2 separate regions of the Mus musculus genome follow, and region 2 is linked to region 1. Evidence: chromatin contacts called from public Hi-C data. All regions are on one chromosome and are shown on one strand. Each heading gives the region's core, a stretch centred on a gene start, on an enhancer-like site or on the middle of the called end of the contact. The rest is flanking DNA. Distances are from core to core; before and after follow the strand shown. Region 1 overlaps Cabcoco1 (ciliary associated calcium binding coiled-coil 1). Region 2 overlaps Tmem26 (transmembrane protein 26).

Region 1 (5,717 bases), core at 2,251-4,750:
TTAAGTCCCAAGTTCAGCGTCTTGGGTACATGGGGAAGTTGATGTCAGTCATTGAGGGGGTGGACTGAGGAGTCCTAGTTACAAAGGCATGGCGATGCCATTCCCTTCCCCTGAAGAAGGAGCCATGTTGCAAGCAAAGCAATAATTGTCCCCTCAAACTTCTGATTGTATTCTTCCAGCGATGGCGCTTAAGAAATGAAGTGCTTTGGTTGCACTACAATTTGATTTTATTTTGATTTTCCCCACTTGGGAAAAAAACCAACTCCTTTACTTTGGGGGGCGTCACAAAAGATGAAGGAAATCCAGAGGACTGTGTTTCCACATGTCACAAGTACCTGCACAGGGCTGTTCAGTCCACCTCTGATCACAGTTGCTAAGGTATGGAACCAACCCAGTTGCTCAGCAGTAGGGGAGATAAACCAAGCTGTGTATACACGATGGAATTTCATTCACCCAAAAGGAAAGCGGAATTACATCGTTTGCACAAAGATGGATGAGCTGGGGATGGACTTAGTATCATGGTATTACGGGAGTTAAGCCAGAATCAGTAAGACAAATATGTCTTCCCATTATGGGTCCTAGATTTTACATTGATACATAAATCATATATGTGTACATGACGTAAGAGGAGATGTGTCACTGTCTAAGGGGATGAAAAGGACCAGGGATATGGTCAAAATACATTGTGTGCTTGCATTAAATGTCCTTATGAAATACTTTACTAAGGATAATGAATATATGCCATTTAAAAAAAAAAAAAGGAAAATACAGAAGAGGAAAGTTACTGATGGCATTGCTGGCAGCCAACTCTGATGCTACAATCCTGACCTGCCAAGCAAGATATGTCCACTTGTGCAATAGTGGTGTGGAGGTTAGCAGGTAACCAGCCACTGAGGGTTTGGACTCGAAGCCTGCTTGACAAGAAGGAATTTCATACCTTGTCATGTAAACATGATCTAAACTTATGGTTTGGAAGGTCAAAGGCCCAGAGAGGAGGGGATGCTATTTCAGCATGTGTGTCAAATGCACATGCTGTCAAGCTGCCTTCTAAGTATGTATGCTTTTAGTTGTAGATTAGTGTAGCCCTTAGGCTTAGTGGTACGCCAAGCACACACACAAACACACACACACATACGAATAATAATGATAAAAGTTTTGAAAAGAAAAGAAAAAGGGATAAAGGGAGGGAAATGGCAAAACAAAATAAAATGTCATCAATAAGACATTTTTGTGTGCAGGAAATATTTTGATATCACACAATGATATGAAATCTAGTGGAAGCTGACTCAGAAGTTGAGTTAGTTTGACTTCCTGATGTCAAGACATTTCATAACAATGACTCTCTTAAGATTTTAAAGAAAGAACTTGTCTCATGAAGTTTCTGATGAACTGGATTCTGGGTAAAGGGGAGGAGGCATCAGTCAGTGATAGAACACTTCCCAACCCCCAGCATTGCACAATAATAAAATATTATAGAATATAAACTAGAATAAACCTACAATAAAAAATCCAAAGAAAACTGGCTAAGTGTGGTTAAATTATTAAAGTATCTGACTACATAAAAGTTGCCAAATTTACAGAACAGTGTTTTAAATAATATGATGTGTAAGCACTTACCTAAGTTGTCTTGTATTTTTAAATCTACCTTCTGAATTATTTATTGACATAAAGGTCTATCAGTAGGAGCTAAAAAGAAAAGATATTAAATTTAGTCACTGTGGCTCAATTCCCTGGGAAAACAGTGAAGTAGCATTTTAATTACCAGCAAATTTAATGTTACCAACCAGGTGTGAACCATTGGAAAGTCCACCAGCCTCTCTACCTAAGCAAGTGTTTTCATGAGTATGATATTTTTAATTTTTTAAAAAATTATTTATTATATGTATGATATCTCTGTGTATAAAATATATGTGTGTTTATGTGTGTGGGGCATGTCTGTATGTGTTTGAGTTTGTGTATAGTATAGTGTGTGTATATACTTTGTGTGTGAATGTACTTTTGTATGTGTGTATATGTGTGTGTACACTTTGTGTATATGAATGTATTTTTGTATGTGTTTTCCTGTGTGTATGTACACTTTGTGTGTATGAATGTATCTTTATGTGTCTCTCTCTGTGTATATTGTATGTGTGTGTATATCTCCTGTGTAAATGTGAGTGTTTTTTGTATGTGTGTTCATGTGCTTGTGAGTGTGTGTGTGTGTGTGTGTGTGTGTGTGTGTGTGTGTGTGTGTGTGTGTGTTTAGGTCAGAGGACAACTTTCAGGAGTCAATTCCATCCAACGCATGTTCTGGGGTTGAATTCAGGGTTGTGCATGGCAAGGGCTTTTCCCCACTGAGATATTTCTGCAGGCTCGCTTGTATGAAATCTTGACAGCATCAGTTTCTAATAAGGAATGCAGACCCCGAAAGCTGTCCCATTTATACTGCACTTATGTTATTTTGTTTCAACTACAAATTCCTAGACTATCAAAGCTACCAACATTTGACTGTAAGGCAGTTACATCCTACCACAGAGGTTCTCAAAATACCCAAGGCCCCTCCTCCGCTTCCTCTCCATTGTTAGGATTAGTCCACATGACATTTCTTTGAGCAAAATCCATAATGAGATGAATAGTTTTCTTACTGGAAATGTGTATGTTATATAAACAGTTATTGGAACCATATAATCTATATCGATATCCACCAGGCCTGGTCCTTCTCAGATTTAATGAAGCTGTCCATTCAGTGTGGCTGTCTTGAGCTTACAAGGCTCTGTTTGTCTTCAGAATAAGGCCAGGCTCACAAAGACACATGGCAACTGCCAAGATCATAATTACTTTTATATTGATTTAAATCTAGTAAAATATTAACATTTCTTATCTCTTAGAGGATGGTTTGAGAATATACTACCAAAATGTGAGTTATAAAAAGGCTCATTTTTTAAGTCTGTAATTTGGGCCAAATATCTACCACAAACATTGTAGTGTATGTTTCCAGAATCTTTATGTCTTAGAGAGAGCCATTCAACAATTTATATTTTGATTCTGTTCCTATATTTGCTAAGATTGATTTACCTATCTACCACCTAGTTAGCTAAACATGCCATTATAAGTAATATATATCATTTGAAAATAATGTGATCTATGCAAACAACGTATAAACACATCCTAATTATAAGTAATAAGTGCACTTTTGTGATGTCTCCAGGTTTGATTAATTAGCTTGTTCTAACATATACCAGCCATTTTAAAGCATGCTGTAGCTTTGACCTGTTTAGCTTTTGCTTCATTTAAAGCATGCAGCTCACCCATTTTACTGTGTTTTAAGATAAAATGTACAAAGACCACATGCCTCCCAAAGAAAGATTAAATTACTTCCAGTCGTTTTAAACCGATAGACAAAAGCAAACTCACATGAAACCTATCATCCTGAGTTTTGACAACATAGAATTTTCCAGTTCAGGGAATACACACTCTATCTGAGACACTTCATCAAAACAGGGATAAAGGCCGGAAGGGCCTCAGCAGCTGCAGCTTGCAGCAGAGTCGCACTATGGCGCCCTCCTGTGGAGGTTTGCTCAAAGATTCATCTGCCTGCCCTTGGGAAAGATTTTCCCCCCATCAGCAAAAAATCAAGGCATTCAGAATTAAGGAAATTCTATCTGGTTGAGTCATTCCTTCCATTTGTAACTGGGCTTTGAGCTGCTTTTCAAATCCAAAAACCATTTACGGTACCGAGGATTTGCAGATCAACATACACAGAAGGGAGTGAAGCTTCTCATCTTTATGTCTTAATTATTTCATTGAAGTAGCTATCCCCCTTGATTTTAACTTAATTAAGAGCTAAAGGGGGCAACCAGAAAACTCAGGCCCTGAAGCAGGAAGATAAATTCTTCAGTAAAGACATATTTTTTTTAGATTTGTTCAGTTAAAACCGGTTTTGTGTTAGAAGCATAAAGACTATAGATTTGTAATCATAACAAAGAAAGAACAGTGAAGTTTAATTTGATTAGATTGTGTATTTATTTATATTTATTAAATATATGCAAATGGTGACCATTAGATTTTCAAACCATTAAATTTTTAGCTCCACTTGGAAACTTACCTTTTTCACCCAGAATAAATCAATGTCATTTATTAGATGTCTGTCCCAAAATGATGGGTCATTTATATTTTCTCACCAAAACTGATCCTCCTCCTATGCTCGATATTCTGGGTATAGAAATGTGATCTATGTTGTATGAGACATATACACACAAAGACATTCACATGTGCCCCAATATCTCTGCACTTTTGAAACAAATTTCTGAATAGATCTCAGTCTGTGCCGGATCCCCCACCTGATGCACTAAGCCTATCTTTCCTGCTGCATCTTCTCTTGTCCTGCTTCCCTGTGGAACCTTTTCAAAGTTATTAATGCTGAAGACCTCTACTAACTACTCAAAACTCAAGGCTTACCCTCTCCCCCATAGAAGTTAGGAACCACCAGAGCATGGTTGGGTCACCGCCAACCATAAAATTATTTTCATTGATACTTCATAACTGTAATTTTGCTACTGTTATGAATTGTAATGTAAATATCTGATATGCAGACTAACTTAGGCCACCCCCTGGGAATCCCCAAAGGGGTCGCGACCCACAGGTTGAGAGCCACCTTGGATCTCTTTAAGGAGGGGGATTGACTGAAGGGAGCTCAGAGAAAAACAAGAAAGCTATCCGCAGCATTTGACTTTACAATACAATGGATTTTTTTTTTTTTTTGGTCTCTGCATGTAAATCTCTTTAAATCTGTCTCCTGCAAATGGAAATGGGAAAACACGGGATTTTTAAAGCCTAAATGTCTGTAATTACAGACTATTAGGTGACTGCCGCGCTCATAACTTGAGAAGTGAGCTCAGCTCTGTCTGAAGCCTTAGCCATAATCAGGAGATTATAAGTGAGCACATCCACACTACACGTGTAGAACAAAAATCTTCAAAACAAAAATAGCATGAGAAAGTGTGTGGCGGAGTTGGGGACAGTGTCAGCTTCCTTCAGTAAAAAAATACCTTAATTAGTAGGACCAGATTAGATTAGAAGCATAATTGAGAAATTCAACCTACCCAAAGAGTCACCAAATTGGGGGGGGTGGGGGGGGAAATCTCAGAAAAAGAAGGTTGGCAGGTTGGGGAGTGGCAGGGAGGGTATGTTCAATTATAATACACACTGTATGAAGATATTGCTGTATAACCCAGTGCTGTATACATTGAATATATGCAATGAAACTTAAAATAAATAAACATTAGGCTAAATAATCTCAGTGCCAGGCATCTTTTTGCCTTCTGGGTTTAAAAATAAAAATTCTAGGAGCTGGAGAGCTGGCTCAGCAGTTAAAAGCATTGACTATTCTTCCAGAGGCCCTGAGTTCATAGCAACCATCTGTAATGGAATCCAATGTCCTCTTCTGATGTGCCTGAAGACAGCTACAGTGTACTCATATTCATAAAATAAATGATTCTTTTAATAAATAAGTAATTCTAGAAAAATGAGATTAGCCATCAAGAAACAAGGGTGATATCCAAACTACTTAAAACAGACCAGACTTAAAATAAATAAGATAAAATTGGGTCACAGTTAGACGATGTCCCTCAAATAGATCCAGAATGAACCTCATGGCACCCCGTATTTCAGGGCGTGCCCTCTCCAGAAAGCTAAGTAGCATCAGAGAGATGGTAACCTTTCTGGTCCCCAGGATAATA
Region 2 (5,620 bases), core at 932-3,431, 290 kb before region 1:
ATAAGACAAAAAAATAAATTCATGGAGCATGCTTTGGCAACAATCAGAAGTGTCTTCACTTATAAGGAGGATGATCTAACAGTAAAACCTGGAGATAGAAACAAAATAGGTAAGTTTTGTGTGTCATTGCTGGTTACCAAATCATTACGTATATAAATAATGTCTCCACTAAAGCAACTAAAAACGAGAAAGGGAAAGGAAAGAAAAAAAAAACCTCCATCAGAAAGAATATAAGACATAATAATAAAAATTAGTAAAAGAAATAATAAAAGACTCAAGAGAATCATGTAGAAAAGCAGAGAAAGGACTTGAAATGCAAAGGTGAGTTGAAGAGTATCTATCTATGATATAACATCCCAAGGGCAATTTCTCTTTCCTCCCTGTCTCCATCCCTCACCTCCTTCACCCCTGCCTCCTCCCTCCCCATCCATCGCTCCTCAGTTTCCCTTCATAAACTGCAGGTCTCCTGGGGATATCAAGAAGCAAGGCATATCAAGTTGCAGTAAGATTAGTCACCTCCCCTCATAGTAAGGCTGGACAAGGCAAGCCAGTAAGAGGATAGGGGGTTCCAAAAGGAGGCAAACATGTCAGAAACAAGCTCAGAATTTTCACGTTCACAGATGAGAGGGCTTTATAATTCTGAAGCTTCCCAAATAATCGTTCATGTTAGCTCACTTCCTACAAGACCACAAGGTTTTCTGTTTGTATGTTTGCTTGTTGTTTGGTTTGGTTTGGTTTGGTTTGGTTTGGTTTGGTTTGGTTTGGTTGCTTTTTAAATAAAACTCAGTAAGATGGTCACAGCCACATGGCTAGGTAAAGCCCCACGTTACCAGAAGCAATGGTTTTTAGAAAGTAGTGCTACAGTGTCTACCAAAACCACCTTGTGAGGTTGGTATAAGGACAAGCACACACATGCCTCATTGGAGCTCTTATACCTGCAGTCAACTGATTTTAAATAAACACACCAGCTGAACTCAGAAAGAGTATTTTCAACAGATATTTTCGAGACAATTAGTCCAAGCTTGGTCATTGCCCAAAATACTGAACTTGAAGGTTTATCTCACAGTGCACAAAGTTAAATCAAATGGAAACACACACACAAACATATGCAAACATACACACACACAAGCATGCACACACTCAAACATATACACACATACACTCTGAGAGAGACAGAGACAGAGAGAGCTAAATAGTCCCATAGGTAGAAAAAGGAATATGCTTCTGATTTTGGATTTGTTCTTATTTCCTATGTATGGCAGCAAGAAACATAACCCAAAAGAGATAAACCAATACATTGTATTACAGAGAACTCTGTTATTCATAAGACATCCTTATGAGGTGGAAGATGGCTCAGCAGTTAAGGACCTGTGTTCAATTGCTAGCATCACATTGTGGCTAACAACCAGCTGTTACTACAGTTCCATTGGATCCAGTCTCCTTTTCTGAACAGACAGACAGACAGACACACACACACACACACACACACACACACACACACACACACGACATTTTTGGTATCGTTTCTTACAGTATATATGAGACCTGAGACAGGAACTTAGAACTCGGAAGCAAGCTTTTTGAAGAGGAAGTCTAGATGCATTTTGGGAGTTGACCACAGGTTGAGGTGTATTTGAGTTACAGAGGTGCAAGGGGACAGGAGGGAAATCAGAAAAGGCCACTGACACAATCTGGAAATACTGAAACAAAATAATTTCAATTTGAGGAAATACAATCGAAAACAACATGGGAAGATATTTAGAAATGGAATCTGTAACAAAATATCCTTTATTATTTATAGGAGGGTGCTTGTAGGACACTCAAGTTCTTAGAAAACATTGTACAACATTGTCATGTAATCCGTGCTGTAGGGCAATAATGAACTTGGAGTCATTTCTAGAACACTTTCTACCCACGAATGAGAAGCCTGCAGATACAGGCCTACTCTAATTTATTCAGCCTCATTAAGCTTTAACTGGCGTGAAACACAAGTTCAAAATTTCCAAAATATATACTCAGAAAGTATTTGAATTGAATTGTAAGTAGAAAAAAAAAATTGGAGAAATTGATGATGCTTTGAAACATCCAGTCCTCCCTAAATTCTCACTGGACCGAAACAGTCTTGTTTTGGCTGAACTGTGTGATCTTTGGTTCATAACTTGTTTACGGTTTTGTTCCCCAAGCTCTGCCTAACACGGTACCTGGCACATGTTAAATAACAAATCAGTTCTTAGTCAATTAAGCAGTGCCGAGTGACTTCCAAGGGCGCTTTTTTATGGGTCAAACAATTAAATCAACTTATTTAATAATCAACGTTTATTGGTAAACACGGGATCCATTACTCTTTGATGATACTTCTGGATGGGACTCGCAGAGCCCATTAAGATAACCGGGTTTGGCATTTCTCTCGTTTTACGACTAGCTCCGTAAAACAAAGCCCTCTCTTTTCAAGCCCTTTATTGTCTTGTGCTGTCTCTGTACTTGGAAGATATTTAGCATGTATGCATTCATTTTATAGATAGATGTCAGGTTTGTAACTATCCATGTTCATAATTTCAGGGGGTCCATCATGGTCCATTGATGTTCCTCTAGTAGTGACATTGTACTGCAATGATCTTAAATGTATTTGAAATTACTATTCAATGTAAAATGCTGATCAAGCATAAGGCATTGGAACCACCACATGAAAATAAACACAGTGACTACAGTCATCCAACTCATATTTGATACCTCAAAAATGATGTTGACTTAATAAACTGAACAAATAATTTAGTATGTACAAAACAATGAGTGTTCTTATAAAAAAAATCTCTCACTTATAAATAGTGATTCACGCTGTGATTGAGAAATTAGGCTTATTTAATAAGTCGGTGTGTTTGGCTCAGGCTTTATGTTTTGTTGTTTGAGGAGAGTGGGATAAAGTAAACCGTAGCATTAAAAGCCAGCCTCATTCCAATTTATTTTTATAGCACCATACAAAACAACCCAAGCTTAAAGTACATTCAGGCACGGAGACTCAAATCCCTAATGGGAAGAAAGCAGTTCCATAAACAGATGTGATCACGGATTCCGAGTTTGCTTGCTGGTGGCAAAAATAAAAGTACCAACTCAATAAGTTTTAATTTATAGGCATCTCCACCAGAAAGCCTTTGGGCACTTTGAACAAAACTGACTAAAAATAAAATTCTGTACAATAAAACTTCATTGGCTCTGTTCTCCTTCTCACCGGGAAATGTAAATTCTATAGCTAGAGAAAGGGACGGTGTCTCTATGGCTCTTGGAGCTAGGTGATCTCGGAGAAAATAATGACATGGGCTGTACTGCTGACACTTGGCTGAAGAGGATAGAGATGGTCTCCAGATACCCGTAGTCGCTGTGGTTCCACCATGACCCTCCTGGACTTATGGTGTAACTATATGGCAATTTTCTGTTCTATCCAGGGTGGGTATATCCTCTTTCTCAGCCTGAACCTCCTTCCTGCATTTTCCTTTTTAAGATAAAGATTGGTCTTTGTGTGTGTATAGATATAGCTATATATCTATATAGATATAGTACATGTGGTGTATATGTGAATAGATGTTCATTCATGTCCTTATGTGTACCTGATGTGTCTGCACATGTGTTTAAGTGCATATGGAGTCCAGAGGTTTGATGTGAGGTGCTTTTATCTATCAGCCCCACCTTACCCTCACTGAACACGGAGTTTAAGAGTTTACCAATTTGGTTTGAATGGCCTTCCAGTGAGCCCTAGAGATTCTCCTGTCTTCACATCGCCAGTGCTGTGATCCTAGACACACATGACACATACACACCACCATGCCTGGTGCTTACATGGGAATTGTGGATCCAAACTCAGTTCCTGAGGCTTGCATAGAAAACAAACTCACTAAATAAGTCCTCCCTCAAGCCCTGACATAAAGCTGTCTTTAAAAGCCTTACATATGCCACATACAGACAATAGGACAACGAGCCAGGTGCAGGATAAACAACAGAGCAGCAAGCCAAGCCTGTGGTGCTGACGTTGCATCAGGAACTTACCTGACATTATTTTCCTTCAGAGTCTCAGTAGTGAACTCCAGTATGTCGGCCGCCGTCCCCACAAACATCAGAAGAAGTTCTGAGAGTTGGTCTCTAGTGATGGTGCCTCCAATGGGGAGAAGCCACCGTCCAATGATTAATATTAGCAGGAGTGTTTGGTGGAGTCCTAAGGTCCAGACCGGTTCACATACCATGGATAAATTGTCGACAAAGCCTCTGGCCTGTTGAACAGAGACATCAGGTTCAGGAACTGTCAGTGTGTAAATGATTATCTACTTCAACATGGCTTTCAGCTCCTGGTCAACAGTGTGTTTTTGTCAGCATTTTCCAAGTGTCATTCTTTAATAACTAAGGAAAATGAACACGCTACAAAAGAAATACAATGGGGCTTTTAAAGCAGGATTTACTCAACATGTGGTTAATTTAAACCTTACACGGCTAATAAGATGATGCCTTGTGATATTTAAAGAATCAATTTAATAATGTTTTAAAGATCATTGGGTGTTTTATTACAGCCCATAATAAAGTATGATGCCTAACAAAGTTTGATAAGTTCCATATTAAAATTATAAAAACAATCCAATATTTTTCTTTTATTGATTTAAAAACCTGAATTTATTAACATTGGAATTTTTACAATCTTCCTTTTGTCCATTGCTGCTGTAAAACTTTAATTAGAAAAAAAAATAGTGTCCATCTGTTTACTCAGAGGAAGAGAATAATAATTGTAATAGTCCTATCTTTACTCTGAATAATTAGCATTTACTCAATAATGCATAGTAGAGCAAGAAAAAATGAGCCTGTCTTTACTCTTAGGTTTGACAAACTGTTAGATCTCATAGTATATCCCAGAGGAAGGAAATATCATTCCCTTTTCAACTTCTAAGTAAATTTTAAAATGTTACTATTGGCTTAGACTGAAATATTTAAAGACTACAAGATCTATGAAGCAAGTAGACAGGATAATGGCTCCAGGTGATCTATCTAAGCTGCCTGTTACGATGGGCAAAGCTGACATTTGGATCAGTTCTCATACCAAATACACAATGACAAAGCAAAAGAAGTGACCTACAACTGGTCAATCCACACAGGAAGATGAAGAATTTTTAATTTTTTGTCACTTTCTTCTTGACATTTCTCCCATGTGTCTTCACATGCTTTGCTTCACATGTGTGGCTTCACATACAACACATTTAACTTCTAGGGGACAACACATTATCATGACAAATATGATTGTTTCAGTTAAGATAAAAATCCGAGTGACTTCTCCACAGTGACAAAGGTAAGATCTAAATGAAACTCAGATAATAATGTGTGGATCGCTCTATTCTACTCTAGAACTCATTTTAAAAAACACCCTTCGATGGTAGAGAGTTCTTAGTCTTGAGTTCCTTCTGTAAACTGTTTTCAAAATGATCATTATCAACTATAAATATAAGACAAGTGAAGAAAAAGAGCCACCCTATCACTCTATTTTGGAAAATATCCTTTGCTATTATATTAATATCATATATCTAGGCAATATATATTTTATAGAAAAGGAAAGTTGTACTCATCAGAATAAAAGAAATAAAACTGCCTT

The links. A called contact is a pair of places that touch in the nucleus more often than the background predicts.
Region 2: a contact with region 1 is called in a Hi-C map of uterus, with 4 times the contacts expected there. The contact joins two enhancer-like sites. A contact is called at or near these places in 2 of 15 datasets of contacts at CTCF or cohesin (the NIH/3T3 cell line and liver), 39 of 484 Hi-C or Micro-C datasets (the AtT-20 cell line, the C10 cell line, the C2C12 cell line and 21 more) and 1 of 115 datasets of contacts at active chromatin or transcription factors (kidney).

What each region holds. Positions count from the first base shown.
Region 1 is chr10:68,462,949-68,468,665 of GRCm38.p6, reverse strand. All of the region lies in intron 5 of Cabcoco1 (ciliary associated calcium binding coiled-coil 1), which reads left to right. Among named protein-coding and RNA genes, the nearest start is that of Gm32872, 63 kb to the left of the region's middle. Within about 2 kb of position 3,500, at least 15 of the 459 cell types and tissues checked have an H3K27ac peak or open chromatin away from gene starts, as enhancers often do. A contact at or near this core is called in uterus, where this site is marked.
Region 2 is chr10:68,749,747-68,755,366 of GRCm38.p6, reverse strand. Tmem26 (transmembrane protein 26) reads right to left here. Exons shown (of 6, transcript NM_177794.3): 4 at 4,039-4,259. Among named protein-coding and RNA genes, the nearest start is that of Tmem26, 29 kb to the right of the region's middle. Within about 2 kb of position 2,181, at least 2 of the 459 cell types and tissues checked have an H3K27ac peak or open chromatin away from gene starts, as enhancers often do. A contact at or near this core is called in uterus, where this site is marked.